Linked DNA regions of Mus musculus: region 1 is linked to region 2. The links are chromatin contacts, called in public targeted proximity ligation maps. All regions are on one chromosome and are shown on one strand. The core of a region is the stretch at or near the end of the contact, and the rest is flanking DNA. Distances in the headings are between cores, read along the strand shown. Region 1 has its middle 34 kb from the start of Fam111a. Region 2 overlaps Dtx4 (deltex 4, E3 ubiquitin ligase).

Evidence for each region.
Region 1: a contact with region 2 is called in a targeted proximity ligation map of memory CD8 T cells, with 331 read pairs. A contact is called at or near these places in 3 of 39 promoter capture datasets (frontonasal cranial neural crest, macrophages and pre-B cells), 3 of 484 Hi-C or Micro-C datasets (all in CD4 T cells), 5 of 130 datasets of targeted methods (CD8 T cells, the SCID.adh cell line, effector CD8 T cells and 1 more) and 1 of 9 other capture datasets (adipose tissue).

The regions. Positions count from the first base shown.
Region 1 is chr19:12,536,590-12,543,326 of GRCm38.p6, reverse strand. No RefSeq gene overlaps it. Among named protein-coding and RNA genes, the nearest start is that of Fam111a, 34 kb to the left of the region's middle.
Region 2 is chr19:12,469,909-12,477,012 of GRCm38.p6, reverse strand. Dtx4 (deltex 4, E3 ubiquitin ligase) reads left to right here. Exons shown (of 9, transcript NM_172442.3): 8 at 3,694-3,783. Among named protein-coding and RNA genes, the nearest start is that of Mpeg1, 13 kb to the right of the region's middle.

The DNA of each region.
Region 1 (6,737 bases), core at 182-2,681, 66 kb before region 2:
CATACCTTGGAGCATTGAGTCACAAAGGTCACATTCACAAGCCTGGGCCTAAAGGCCTAGAATTTTGTTTTTACGTTTTACTTTTTCAGAGATCAGTTGAGACAAACCTGTGCACCCATGTGCTATAATGCTTTAAGTGGGAAGTACAGCTCTGTCTGCAGCCAAAGTGAACTGCAGTAATCATTTCTTCAGCAGTGCTTGAAGGAGACCCATGCTAATTTTTTGAAAGCAATTTCTGTGAAACCATCTTGGCCACGTCATGAAAATGCCTCCTGAGATTTTTCCATCATAATTGAGATTTTACTTTATTTTAAAATTTTGTATGTGTGAGTGTTTGCCTGGATTTATGCTTGTGTACTGTGTGTATTCAGTGCCTGGAGGGGTCAGAAGAGGACATTGGATCTCCTGGAACTGAAGTCACAGACACTTGTGAGCCACTATGTAGGTGCTGGGGAATAAACCTCTGCATCTGGTAGGCTATTTTTCCAGCCCCACAGCGTTTTGTTGAGTGTCACAGAGTAAGTGCTGTATTCGGATTTCTTTCTCAGGCATGTGCGTAGGAAGCAGCTCCACTCACATAGGTGGCTACTTCATCCGTACGACTATTCACCAACTGTTTCCATCAACACAAATGTGTTATCGTAGGAATGTTCTACCATGGACTAGAAAGGTGAAAAACCTCTTGATTTTCCAGTAGGTTCCTCAAAAATCCAACCAACCTTCAATAGAAAACATAAAGAACACTGTGCAAAACAAGATTACCTCACCCTTTGTTTCAAAATCTTAAATTTCCTGTAATCCACAAATCTTGACTCTGCTACTAAATGCTAACCAATCTCCCGCAGCAAACCAGAAGTCAGCACGTCAGAGTCTTGCTCAGCTCAGCTTGATCTTTCTCCCTCACTCTCTCCTAAGAATCTCTCCTAAGATTTCATGAAGTGATTGTTTTAACTACCCCAAGGGCAATAAACTGAACTTTATTTAACACCAGATTTCTGGGAGCCCCCATTTGGGTTAGCAACCAGCTAGAACCAGTACAGGGCTCTAAGGTCTTCTCTGCAGGTGTTCTCTGCCCTGGAGGGGATCAAAAGAGGTTGTAATAGTTTCTGTTTTCTTTAATTGTGCTTGTCAAAAGCTGAATAAAATGGGCAAATTTACTTTTTAAGGATTTTTATTTCTTTTGGTTTGGTTTTGGGGTTTTTAAACTGGGTCTCTCTATTGTATAGCCCTAGCAGACCTAGAGCTTGCTATATAGACCTGACTGTTCTTGAACTCACAGAAAACCACCCGGCTCTGTCTCCTGAGAGCTGGGATTAAAAGGGTACACCTGCTACAGAAGACTGTTTTATTATATGATTACATTTTGAAGTGCTTTTATGTGTGACAGATAAGATCTGCCCCTTGTTAGCCACCCAGGAAACAGCCCATCCCCCCTCTTCAACTGTCAAAGAAGCAGAGAATGGGGCAAATGTAAATGCTGAAAGGTGTTGGGAGGGTGAGCAGAGAAATTGAAACAGAGAGAGAAATCAGTGAAGCTAGGAAGCTTTAAGCATCTTTAAGATTGGTCAGGAAATGGTTGGGGAGGGAGGCTAGGAGGGAGTAAACTAGAAGTAAGGGGGTGGGGCAGAGGAGGATGTAAATGAAGAGGGGTAAGGACGACTGGGAAGGAAGAGGGAAGGTTTGGAAGAGTAATGAAACTCAGTTTGAGAGCTAGTGCTCCCTCCTTCTTAAAAGTCAGAAATAAAATGGAGAAAAAGAAACTTAAGGTGGGAATGGCATAAAACAAACCAGTTGGCCAGAGATTAATTTTCTAAGGGTGTAGCTTCCTTTCACCCACCCTCTCTTCTCCTTTGCCTTGCTCCCTTACCTACTCAGACCTTCCTTGAGTGCGTTCTCATTGACCAGACTATGTCTCTGAGAGATGCTTAATTGATTACTCCTCATAGAAGAGCTGACCTGAGTCAGGGGCTGGGTTTGCTGGCTGAGAGCAATATGTGCAGCAGGTATGTAAGTGCAGAGACTACACAGGTACTTTCCAGGGTGGACAAGGGCTTGGCAGCACTAGAACCCCTGGGCTGGAAAGGACAGAAGTGCCATTCATTTGGAGGACCAGGAAAGCATAAGTTTGTTTTCAGTGGCTGCTTCTTGTCCCACTGTGTCCTGGAGGCAGCAATGTGGTGGGTTAGGACAAGGTGTCTGTTATCTGTTTATCTTGTTTCTTCTCTTTTTTTTTATTAGATATTTTCTTTATTTACATTTCAAATGTTATCAGCTTTCTCAGTTTCCTCTTATCTTGTTTCTTAAAACTCTGGCTGAGGAAATCGAAACAGAGAGAGAAATCAGTCAAGCTAGTAAGCTTTCAGCATCTTTAAGATTGGTCAAGAAATGGGGGTGGGGGTGTAAGAGGGCGTAAAAAAGAACTAAGGGGGGTAGGGCAGAGGATGTAAATGAAGAGGGGTAAGGAAGACAGGAAAGAAAGAGAAAAGGGAAATGAGAAATTAAAGGGTAATTGGCTGCGGTGGTGAAAAGTGGGGCCAGGAGACTGGTCAGGGAACCCTCCACAGGCTCCATTACTTTGTGACTTCACTGAAGAAGAGGCAGCAACTCCTGTATTAAGGTCAGTGGAATCCTAGCTCCTCCTGGATTGGCTTAGGATAGCTGCAAGCATTGAATATTTTGCTATAACATGATTCTGTCTGGATAGGGGAAAAGCTAGGAGGTGGGGAAATGGATACAGAGTAGATTCTTAACCTCTTAACTCTTGCTAAAACACTTGCAAAGGAACTGGAAAATTCATGTTGTTGTCTGTGGGAGAGGGAGTCCAACAGAGATGGCCACTCAGACACTGTCTATAGCCAATTGAAAGTCTTTATTCCAACTGGCTGAGAGTAGTCGGGGGCCCAAGTATAACATCCCTGAGCATTTAGACTAAGGGGATTTTAAAGGCAAAAATCACAGCCTGCTATCTTGCTCAGCAAGAATTTTCTATAGGATTCTTTCAAGGAGATCAAATTGGAGTTAAACCTAAAATAACCTCAGCAAGAATATAAGATGATGGAACCTCTGCCTTGTCTTGCCCTGTCTCCTCTGCTCAGTTCATTTTCCTAAGTGTAACCCCCAAGTTCACTAACAGATTGAGAAATAAATCCGTGGCCTCAGAAATACTATGACACAGTCCAGTTCCTCATGTGCTTTCCAATTTTCATTTCCCCAGAACTTCCACTGTTCTAAGAGTGTCCCTAGTTAAGTCTTAGTATTGATAACAGTATCAATAACAGTAATATTCCCTAATCAATCTGTCACAGGCAGTCATTGCCTGAAGCCATTGCCTGCATATTGTTTGTTTATTTGTTTTGCTTTGTTTTGTTTTGTTTCAAGACAGGTTTCTTCTGTGTTGCCCTTGGATGTCCTGGAACTTGCTTTGTAGATCAGGCCTCAAACTCACAGAGACCTGTCTGACTCTGTCTCCTGAGCACTGGGATTAAAGGTATGTGTTACCATACCCAGCTTGCATGATGTATTTTTAATCTTCACAATAGTTGATGGTGAGTCTATGCCATGCCTTTTGGGGTGAAAAAGAGGTGGAAAATAAATAACATGCTCAAGACCATATAGCTGTGAGTGAAGTCTGAGGTGATCCTAGACTCATGGGCACTCACTCTTCTGGACATATCACCATAGGATATATTTGTCTCATTTACAGTTGCTGCTGCTTTTTGCAAACAGGAAACTAGGTCCAGAGAGGCTACATAGATTTCCATTGTAGCTTAGTAGCAGTAGTTATTGGCAGAAATCTAGGGCTCAGATTCTACAACAGAAGGGTTAAGATCATGGATATAGTCTTTGAATGGCTCCCACTCAGCTTAGTGTATCACTTAAACAATAATGTGAAGAAGCAACCCATGGGTGACAGTTCCAGAGACAATTTCCATGTTCTTTTCAATAGACTAATAATTTTATGATTAAAGACTATGAAAGTGCACAATTACATCATGTTAGTGGTAGCTGGCTTATAATCCCTCACTGAGTATGATTACAAGATCAGGCTGCCTGGGAAGAGCCCTCTTTAAAAGAATAGGGTTAGTCTGCAGTTAAATGCATGAACTTGCTGCTCTTACAGAGGTGATAAATTCAGTTCCCAGCAATAGTGGTTCACAACCCCCTGAATCTCAAGTTTGAGGGAATTGAGCACCCTTCTCTTGGTTACCATGGGCCTTTCATTTACATGGTGCAATGCCCACACACACACAAGCACATAAAATTAATAAAGAAATAAAAAATAGTTAATGAAAAATGATTTTTATATCTCTGTTTATTTTTATTTGAGTAAATAAATCGGCATTGTGACTATAGAAGATAAGGTCCTTAACTTCTAGAGATAGAAAGTGACTTAGGCTTAAAATGGCATCTAGAATAAAAGACAATGTAAATTTGCTGCCGGGAGACCTCCTGGGTCATCATACCAAGGCTGGTTCAGAGTTAGAGGTAAAAGTTCAGAAGGTATTTTAGGAAAATCAGAAGTCTTTGAAATCGGGGTACAAGCTCTGCAACCATAGCTTCTGGGCTTGAATAGAAAGGGTTAATATTCACGGAGGACTCATTGCTGTCAGCAGTGGCTTCTTCATACTCTGGGGGTGGAACCAGATTTAGCTGCTGGCTTTGCTGCTGAGGTGGTTGAAAGCCACCATGGGGTTGGATCAGGAGAGTCTTCATCCTGTGAGAAAACGCAAGCATACCTCGACCAGCAGTTAACAGTACACTGGGGCCTTTTCCACAATGATTGACCACAAGAAGGGGATGTTGGAGAATATGATGTGGAAGCTATAGTTAAATTTTCTTTTTTATAATTTAGTAATATGTCCCTCTAAAGTCTGATAATCTCTTTCCATAATAGATTGTCCTTATGGGTTATATGGAATATCTATAAGAATCAAAGAGGTGAGTACAGAGAGGGTAAATAAATCTATTCAAGTAGCATGTTTTACTAGAGGCATCTAGTGGGACTATGAGGAGTGGATACAACAACCAAATTGCAAGATTGTGTGTAATTAATTTGCTTTAATTGTTGGCTTGAAATTTCTTTTTGTACCTATTGTAGAGCTTATTTTGTCTCGTGAAAGTTTATATCCCTAAAAGTTTTTGAAAATTATTTAATGTTATGAGCTTATCCAGCCTTAATTCTTAAGGATAGTCTTATAGGAGCCTTCACTTTCCTGATTTTTTTAAAATAACAAATATATGGATATTCCAGGGACTGTTGTAAAGTTCTATATGTTCCAGTTGTAATTGTTCATTAACCAGAGCTGTAACTGCTTGTATCTTTTCTATAGCCAGGAGCCATTGTCGACTCAAAGAGGAGGCTTAGATTTCTAAATAATGGATGGGGTCAGCAGCCAGTTCAACAGTGGATCCTAGGAAAAAACTTTGATCAAAACCTAATCCCTCTCTGTTATTTCATTTAGGTTGTATGGGTTCTGTAATACCTTGACGATTTTTTTCTTAGTCTCATACTGGGAACAGGTTTCATTTGTATCACTTGAGAGGCAACTTAATAATTTGGAATTATTAAAGGAACCCCCATCTATTCCAAAATGTTTCTTCCCTATAATATGAAAGGTAAAGATAGAATCACATAGGGACAAAAAGAACCAGAAGACTCTTCATATGGCATTGTTAAAAATCTCAGCATTTTTTTTGCCACATTGGCAGTTTGTCTTAAGTGAACGAAAGTTGATGGGGTACTTTGAGATTGCTAAGAGGAGGGCCAGCCTTTTCCAGTGATACAAGATATATCAGCTCTTGTATCTATAAGACTTTCAGCAGCTTTACCCTGTACCTTTAAATTTTCATGAAACCTGAGTTTTTATCTTCCTGTATTTAGAGTGCCATATAATTAGGATAAGATTAAGGAAGCAAAAGCAATTGTGCAACCCAAACTCTTTGTCCCAGATGTACAGTTTTAGTGTGTGTGTGTGTGTGGGGGGGGGGGGGTAAAGCATAACCTTAATCTCTCCCATACAATTTGAATCAATTACCCCTGGAATGACCTGAATTCTTTGTAGAGAGATTGAACTTCTTCCTTGAATAAGACCCATATATCCTGGAGGCAGAGAGACACACCCACAGTGGGTATATAAATTATGAGAAAATCTGAGGTTAATATTACTGAGGTGGTAGAACTAAGGCCCAATCCTGTAAATATTGCTTTTATTTCCTCACATGAAGTGATGAGATGAGAGCCATACCAAAGCTATTTTAAGACACTTTTCCTTATTTGTTCTAACTATTTGAGGCCTAGGCCTGGAAGCTTCAAGCCTCTTTACAATCCAATCTTCCAATATGACTAAGTCAACTGCTTTGACTGAATTGCTCTGCCTGGCCTAAAGCAAACTTTGGCAATAAGTTCAAAATCTTCCAGCTCCTTCTCTTTCTGTAGCTTGTTCTCTCTTCACCTATGCCTAGCTTGTTCTCTCTGCAATCTATCTCTGTAAACAACTGTCCCAGTAAAATTTACACATACATACACACACACACCATCTCTCTCTCTCTCTCTCTCTCTCTCCCTCTCTCTCTCTCTCTCTCTCTTTCTGTCTCTCTCTCTCTCTCCCTCTCTCTCCCTTTAAGTAGCCTCTCTTTCCTTTGCCATTCTTGTGTGAGTTGGGCATAACCTATCTCTGACTCATTCTGTCAAATCTTTCACTAACTCTTCACTTTGTCTACCCATCAATTAGAAGTCA
Region 2 (7,104 bases), core at 158-2,657:
TCTTCAAGGTGCCTGCTTCCTTCTCCTAGCTTCAGATCTTTTTTTATTCTTCATCTGTGCTGCTGGGAATCTGCTAGGCAGAGGTCCAAGGAGTGGGAAAGTCCACCAGGAGCTTCCCAGGCACTATTAAGGTGCCCGGGACTTTGCTTCCTGCTATCTGATTGGCTGAGGTGTGGTAAGGAGGAGGAGGAGGAGGAGGAGGAGGAGGAGGAGGAGGAGGAGGAGGAGGAGGAGGAGGAGGAGGAGGAGGAGGTTATGTGTAGTCTGTCTGGAAGGTGGGAGGAGACTTTTCTGGTGCAAAGCATTCTCTAGTGAATCCCTGAGAGAAATACAGAATACACAGTTAGTTAGCTGCAGGAGAGACAACCGTGGAGAAAAATGCATGCTGAAGAACAGTAGAATTTATTCAGTTGGGAGGTTGGGGCCTGAGACTTGCAAAAGTCATGGAAGGAGGGGACATGATAAGGATATAGGGGGCAGGTCACAGAAGACGTTTAATGCTAGGGCCAGCGATGGGGACTTTGCTTAGGCTCTGAGGAGTCCCTGGAGATGATTGTCTGATTAGGATTACAAGACATGTAACGTGTAAATATGCTTTAAGAGGCCAGTATGACTTAAGAACGGGAGATGAGTGGAAATAAGTCTGCAGTAATATTTCAGGCTCCCGACTAAGGGGAAGACCAGGGTAAAAAAGTAAGATGTGCTTGGCTCAGCCCGGGAGAGACTTGTAGAGTGATTCTGGGGCAGCTGGCTGGAATGATACGGAAGAATGAAAATGTGGGAGTGGGCTGGCAAGATGGTTCACTGGTAAGGGCCCTGATAACTGAAAGCCAGTTCTGATAAACAGAGTTCAATCCCTGAAACCTGCATAGTGGAAGGAAAAGAACTGACTCCTTCATGTTGTCTTCTGATTTCCACACACGTACCAAACACACACGCACACACGCATACACACACACACACACTCGCACATGCACTCTCTAAATAAACAAGTGTTTTTAAAAATGAAAGAGAAAGCAAGAAAGCAAGAAGGAAAGAGTCCAGCAAGGGTCAAAGTAGAACCAAATATCAAGGTGGGGCATCTGTTGACAAGAAGGCCACATTTTATTTAAGCCTCTGGAGTTACCGGACATAGAGAGTCTTCTTTGTAAGTGTACGGAGGGGTCAATGCTGCCTATGCAGGGCCCTAGCACCTCTAGTAACACCCTGGCTTTTGAAAAGGAAACGCATCTCTAAATGGTCAGATGCTCTGCAGACTCACCAGGGTGAGTCAGTAGAAAAGTGTTCTGTGCTTGCTTTGTGAAGCTCCACGGATCACGGATCACGCAGGCCTGGGCTTTGGTGAGAAGCTGAGCTCGCCAAGCACTGCTTCCACTGCAGAAAGTGAGTCCCTGTGGGAGGAGCTCTGGGCCAGGCTGAGGCAGAGTCGTGACTGCTTCACCTGGCAACAGGCCCAGAACAAACGAGCAGCCTTACTGGGTTGGTGCCAGACCTGCTGAGCTGGAAACAGCCAGCAGCCCAGGGCATCAGCAAGGCAGCTGGAGGCATGGTCAGGCGTGGTCCCTCCATGAGGGTGCCTGGCTTGGAGATGTGTGGTCCTGAGGATGAGGCACCTTTGTAGAGATTTTGTCTGGCTGTTAAGTTATAACTCAGTCTTTCCATCCCAGAGAACATTAGTTTCTTTTAGTTCACAGTGACATTGTTCTATCTTTTAACATTTTTCTATGATCAAAATTTACTTTGTACATAAGTAGAATTCTCAAAGAATAAATAAAAATTATACTTTAAAATTTGAATAGTTTTTCTCTTTGGCAATTTTATACATGTGTACACTGAGTTTGTGCATTTTCAAATGCTTTTGCCCCCTCTCTTCTCCTTTCCTTCTTCCAAAACACTTTCCCCAATGATCCCTCTTTCTTTTCTTTTTGAGCCAGTGAATTCAATTTCATTCATTCATTCACTCGCTCACTCACTCACTACAAAGCCATGATGAGTTTATTGATCTGTGAGAGAGCTTGTACCAAGAGCTGCATAAAATTGTCAATATTATATTCTTTGCACTTACAAAGTAAAATCTTTAAACAAGGTTACAGTCTCAAGAGATGAGAGATATTCAAAATTATAGACAAGCATTTGTATGGGTGGAAAGCTGTTACATCAGTCTTCATAAACCATTCACCCCTTGGAGCCTGTGATAGCTCTGTCAGTATGACACAATTTAGTATCATACAGGAAGATAATCCCAATGATGGGTTCATGGGATTACTGGGGAATTTTCTTGATTCTATTAACTGGGGTGGGAGGACCTGCCCACTGTGAGTGGCATTATTCCTTAGGAATGGGGATCTGTAATGTGTAAGCGTGGAGACAACTAGTCTGTCATGCATGCATTAAATCATAGCTCTCTGCTCTTGACTGTGGGATGTGATTATCTGATTTGGGTTCCTGCCGCTTTGACTTCCCCACAAGAATGGACTATAACCTGGAATCATGAGCCAAATAAACTCCTTTCCCTTTCGGTTCTTCTTAGGGTATCTTACCATAATAGCAAGAAGTGAGACTAAGACGGACACCAATTGGGAGGCCTAGTATCTTGTGCCTTTTTGCTGTTGCTATAACAGAATCTCAGAGCTGAGTGATTTACAAAGAAATGAGGTTAATGTGGCTCATGATTCTGAAGGAGGGGGAATCCAGCAGTCATGTCTGGTTGCACTGGGCAAGGATCTCCTAGTGCCTCTCCTCATGGCAGCAAATAGGCAAACAGATGTGTTCAGAAGAGAGAGAACACAACAAGCAACCTTGCTCTGAAAGCAACAGGCTTTCATGACAACTAACCCGTTCCCTTGAGACCAAGATGAGAGCTCTCAGGAGAAGGCCTCATCGCCTCTTACATTTCTCAGCTGCCCACAAGCCTGCAGTGGAAGCCAAATTTCAGCAAGAGTTTTGGAGGGGACAAACAACACACAGTACCATGGTATCTGGGTTCCGGCTCAGCTCTGCTTGGATGTCTTTCCCACTCGGTGTCCTGAGACAGCTTGTGTCCTGGAGTGTTGTGTGATGATAACTGATGTGTCACGAGATTTTTTTTTTTTGTCCTGAACATTGCAATCTATATTGTTGAGTAAGGAAGCAAAAATCCATGAAAACAAAGGAGAAATACCACAAGAAATGTGCAGAAAATTCTCCCTGATTGACTTGGGGCTCAGAAAACTTTAATATTCTGAGTAGTTGACTTACAAGCTCATGCCTCAGGGAACCTGGGCTTAAGTTAGTTTTGGCAAAGTCAGTTAACATTTTTGCAGCCAGTTGACTTTGGTGGAGTGCACTCTTCATCGTTCATAAAAGAGTAGAATAGGTGGTGTTGGTACTGTGATGAGGAAATTTACTGTGCTTTTCCCAAATATGGGCACCAAGCTCCCTGAGTGTTGGTCACATCCCATAGGGTGAGTTTTCCAAGTCACTGTCACCAGAGAGGGGAATTCCATATGATCCAGCAGGGAGCTACAGCTGCAGTCCAAACACAGGTCACATGCTCTATGAGAACATAGACTGTGGTTTTCTGGCTTTTTTTTTTTTTTTTTGGTTTGTCCTTTGTCTGAACTCTGTGGCTGTTGTTATTGTCACACCAAAGCCTGTACTAACTTCTCATCAGAAATGTTTTGCAAGCTATCTTTGTTTTCTTTCTGCTTTCAGGGACCAGAGCATCCGAATCCTGGGAAGAGCTTCAGTGCCCGTGGCTTCCCACGACATTGTTACCTTCCAGACAGCGAGAAGGGGAGAAAAGTAAGAACAGATGTTTTGTAGTAGGCCTAGATGGGGCATTTAATGCTGTTTCTGCATCCCACGGACCACAAGGAACTTGTTTCTTTTAATTCTGTACATATGCAGTAATGAGGTCATATTTGAGTCAACCCTAGGTAAGAATAGATATCATTACAAGTTGTTTTGTCTGTCTGTCTGTCTCTCTCTCTCTCTCTCTCTCTCTCTCTGTGTCTCTCTCTCACTCACTCTCTGTCTCTCTCTCTCTGTCTCTCTCCCTCACTCACTCTCTGTCTCTCTGTCTCTGTCTCTGTCTCTGTCTCTCTCTCTTTCTCTCTGTTGCATGAGTATGATTTCTATGGCATTACATGCACTTATGTGCCACAGTGTGCACATGAAAGTCCAAGGACGACTTTCAGGAGTCAGTTCTCACCCTGCCCTCTTGTTTCTTGCTGCTGCATTGACTACTCCAGACTAGCTAGCCTGAGAGCCTCCAGGTGATTCTTCTGTGTCTACCTCCCATCTCCCCACAGGAGTGCCAGGATTACAGATGCGCATCACGGCATCTGACTTCTAACGTGGTTCTGGGGATCTGAATTCAGGCCATCAGACCTGCACATCGAGTACTTTCACTCACTGAGTCACCTCACCAGCCTGATTAGAATGTTTGTGCAGGTGGTTGGGAGTGGAGCAACTTTTTTTTTTCTTCTCAAAATCTTATTGGCAATAATTTACATACTCTAGGATCCTTATCTAGAGCCCTGTTATTTTAAGGCTGGTCCTGGGGAAATACCAGTGTTAACTCCTAAGAGCTTTATAGAAACTCAGAACTGGAAATTGTTTTATCTTCTGAGGATCCCTGGTTGACCTGATCTGAACACACACCAAAGCATACGCCAAATGTTCTGGGATCCTAATTGGTGGGAAATTATTTTATTTGTTTTCAGGATTCCTTGTAATTCACGATCAGGGTTCTAAATTGTGTAGTTGAAGTAACTGGGCTTTCAGAATCTTGCCTGATGCTAAGAGGGTGAAAAACCACTTGTCTAGGGGAAGTGTTGGGGAAATGAAAGAGGCAAGATTTAGTCAGCTTCCTTTCCAGATCTGAGAAGTTTACTCAACAAATGTCTGCCTTTCTGCATCGCATGTTAGTGGTTATGTTGCTGCTGTGGGTGAAAGTTCAAGACTATGTAAGCATATCTGAGTTGTTCTAGCAAACTACCACAGACTGTAGTCAGAGTGGTTCATAAACAGCAGGTCCTTATTTCTCACAGTGCTCGGGTTTAGGAGGTCCAAGATCAAGGTGCTGGCAGATTCAGGATCTGGCAAGGATTCACTTCCTGCTCATAGACAAAGCCTCTTCTCTGTGTGTCCTCGCCAGGGAGAAAGGGCAAGAATTCCCTTTGCCAGCCTCCTTTTATAAGTGTGTTAATCTCATTCACTGACATTCATTCTCATGACCTAATAGACCCCAGAAAGTTCCATATGATAAGACTCAATTTGGAGGTGTTGGTGAGAAGTTCCCATGAATTTGGGGGGGGGTGTGCATAAGCATTCACCTGCAGACTCCTCATGTGTCTTCCTGCTATGGAAGTCAAGCTGATAGGTTTCCAAGAAGCCTGAACAAAACTTTAGGGTGGTCCCAAGGGACATCTGACACAGGATTCAAATTGATAAAGAAAACCCTAGACCACAGGGATACAAGAAGATAGGGCATCTTCATGATAAAGAAAATTAACAATTTGAGATACCCATAAAATAGGAAAATATTTCTACTCAAGGTCGTATTGAGTATCACGATTTTAATATTCTTATTGAAGAGATATCACATAAAAGAAATAGCTCTGTGTGAGCAACGTTTACACCAAGTGTTAATCGTGCTGGATTTCTTGATTCTCAGCTAGCCAGAGGTTTCAACCAGAAGAGTGGGGGTTTCCATTCCCTCCCTGTATCTCATAATACACCCTATTTTCTGTCCTGCTTCAATGTCAAAGGGTGTGGCTCTGCTCTGTCCTTCCAGGGAGGCAGAGGATAGTTTGTAACAAAGAAACAGCAGTATCAAGAAAGATTCAGTAGTGCTCTGTTCTCAAACTAAGAGTCAGAATTAAGGCAGGCAGCATTCCATCAAGAAACAAATTTCTGTGCCTTAGCCCAAGGTCTGCAGCCTAATGTCTCCACTGTAAATCTGCTGTTGAGACTTCAGTCAGAGTTCCATTGGTAGAACACGTGCCTGCCATGTAAGCAACCGTGGCTTCCATCTCTGACACTTATAACCAAGCAACTAGCACATGCCTGTAATCTCAGCTCCGCTGTTCAGGGTCATCCTTTGCTACCTGTTACGTTTGAGGCCAGGCTGGGGTACATACGACTGTCTCAAACAAGCACAAGACCACATTCATGTTTGCGAGGGCTTCCTTAGACCTTCTTTATTTAACACAGATCCCCAATCCTTGGACTTATGCACATTCACCATCTTGAACTCTTGCTTTAAGTGCCCAGATCCACTCAGCTCATTCCTCCCCCTGCCCTACATTCTAAGCCATTTGATCCTTTAATAACCTCTCCAGAAGGCCTGACACCATGTCAGTTATCCCAAACTCTACTTCTGGGATAAAGCTCCTTTGGTTAAAAGAAATTAAAATTAAAGTTTAAAGGAACACATCCATGTTTCAGTGGCCTTTCCTTTTCTTCTTTAAAAAGTGTGCTTGTCTTAGCAGAATATTAAGACCCTCCTGAGAGGTCCTGGGTCTTACAAAGATCATATGCCCCAATACAGGGGAATGCCAGGGTCAGGAAGCGGGAGTGTGTGGGTTGAGGAGCAAGGTGGGGGGAGGGTATAGGGGGCTTTGGGGATAGCATTTGAAATGTAAGTGAAGAAAATATCTTTAAAAAAACAGAAAAGAAAAGTAAAAAAAAAAAAAAAAGGAAGAAAAAAAAAGAAAACCCTCCTTGCAGTACAGATTTAAACCATCTCTTCTCACCAATTCCCTTAGATATGCCATTATTAGTTAGTGTTCTTCCTACCCACTGGTCCATGACCCTAAACTTTGGCTTTGTTGCAGGTTGGGTATAATAACACCAAGGGCTTTGAAGCTGGGTCATACTTTTGTTTCTGCCACTTATTAATGATGGTTTAGTGAGAGATCCTGTTTCAAAAACAAAACAAAGCAACAGGGTGGAGCCAGTGGTCAGCCAGTGGTCTCCAAGTACATACACATACAGTTGTAGGCATCCATACACTCGCACATGCATATACTATGCATGCACACAACCCTTGGGGTGGGTGATAGAGTTGCCATTTAATAAATAAACAAATTCCATGCAGATGTTTGAATTTGGCAAGAG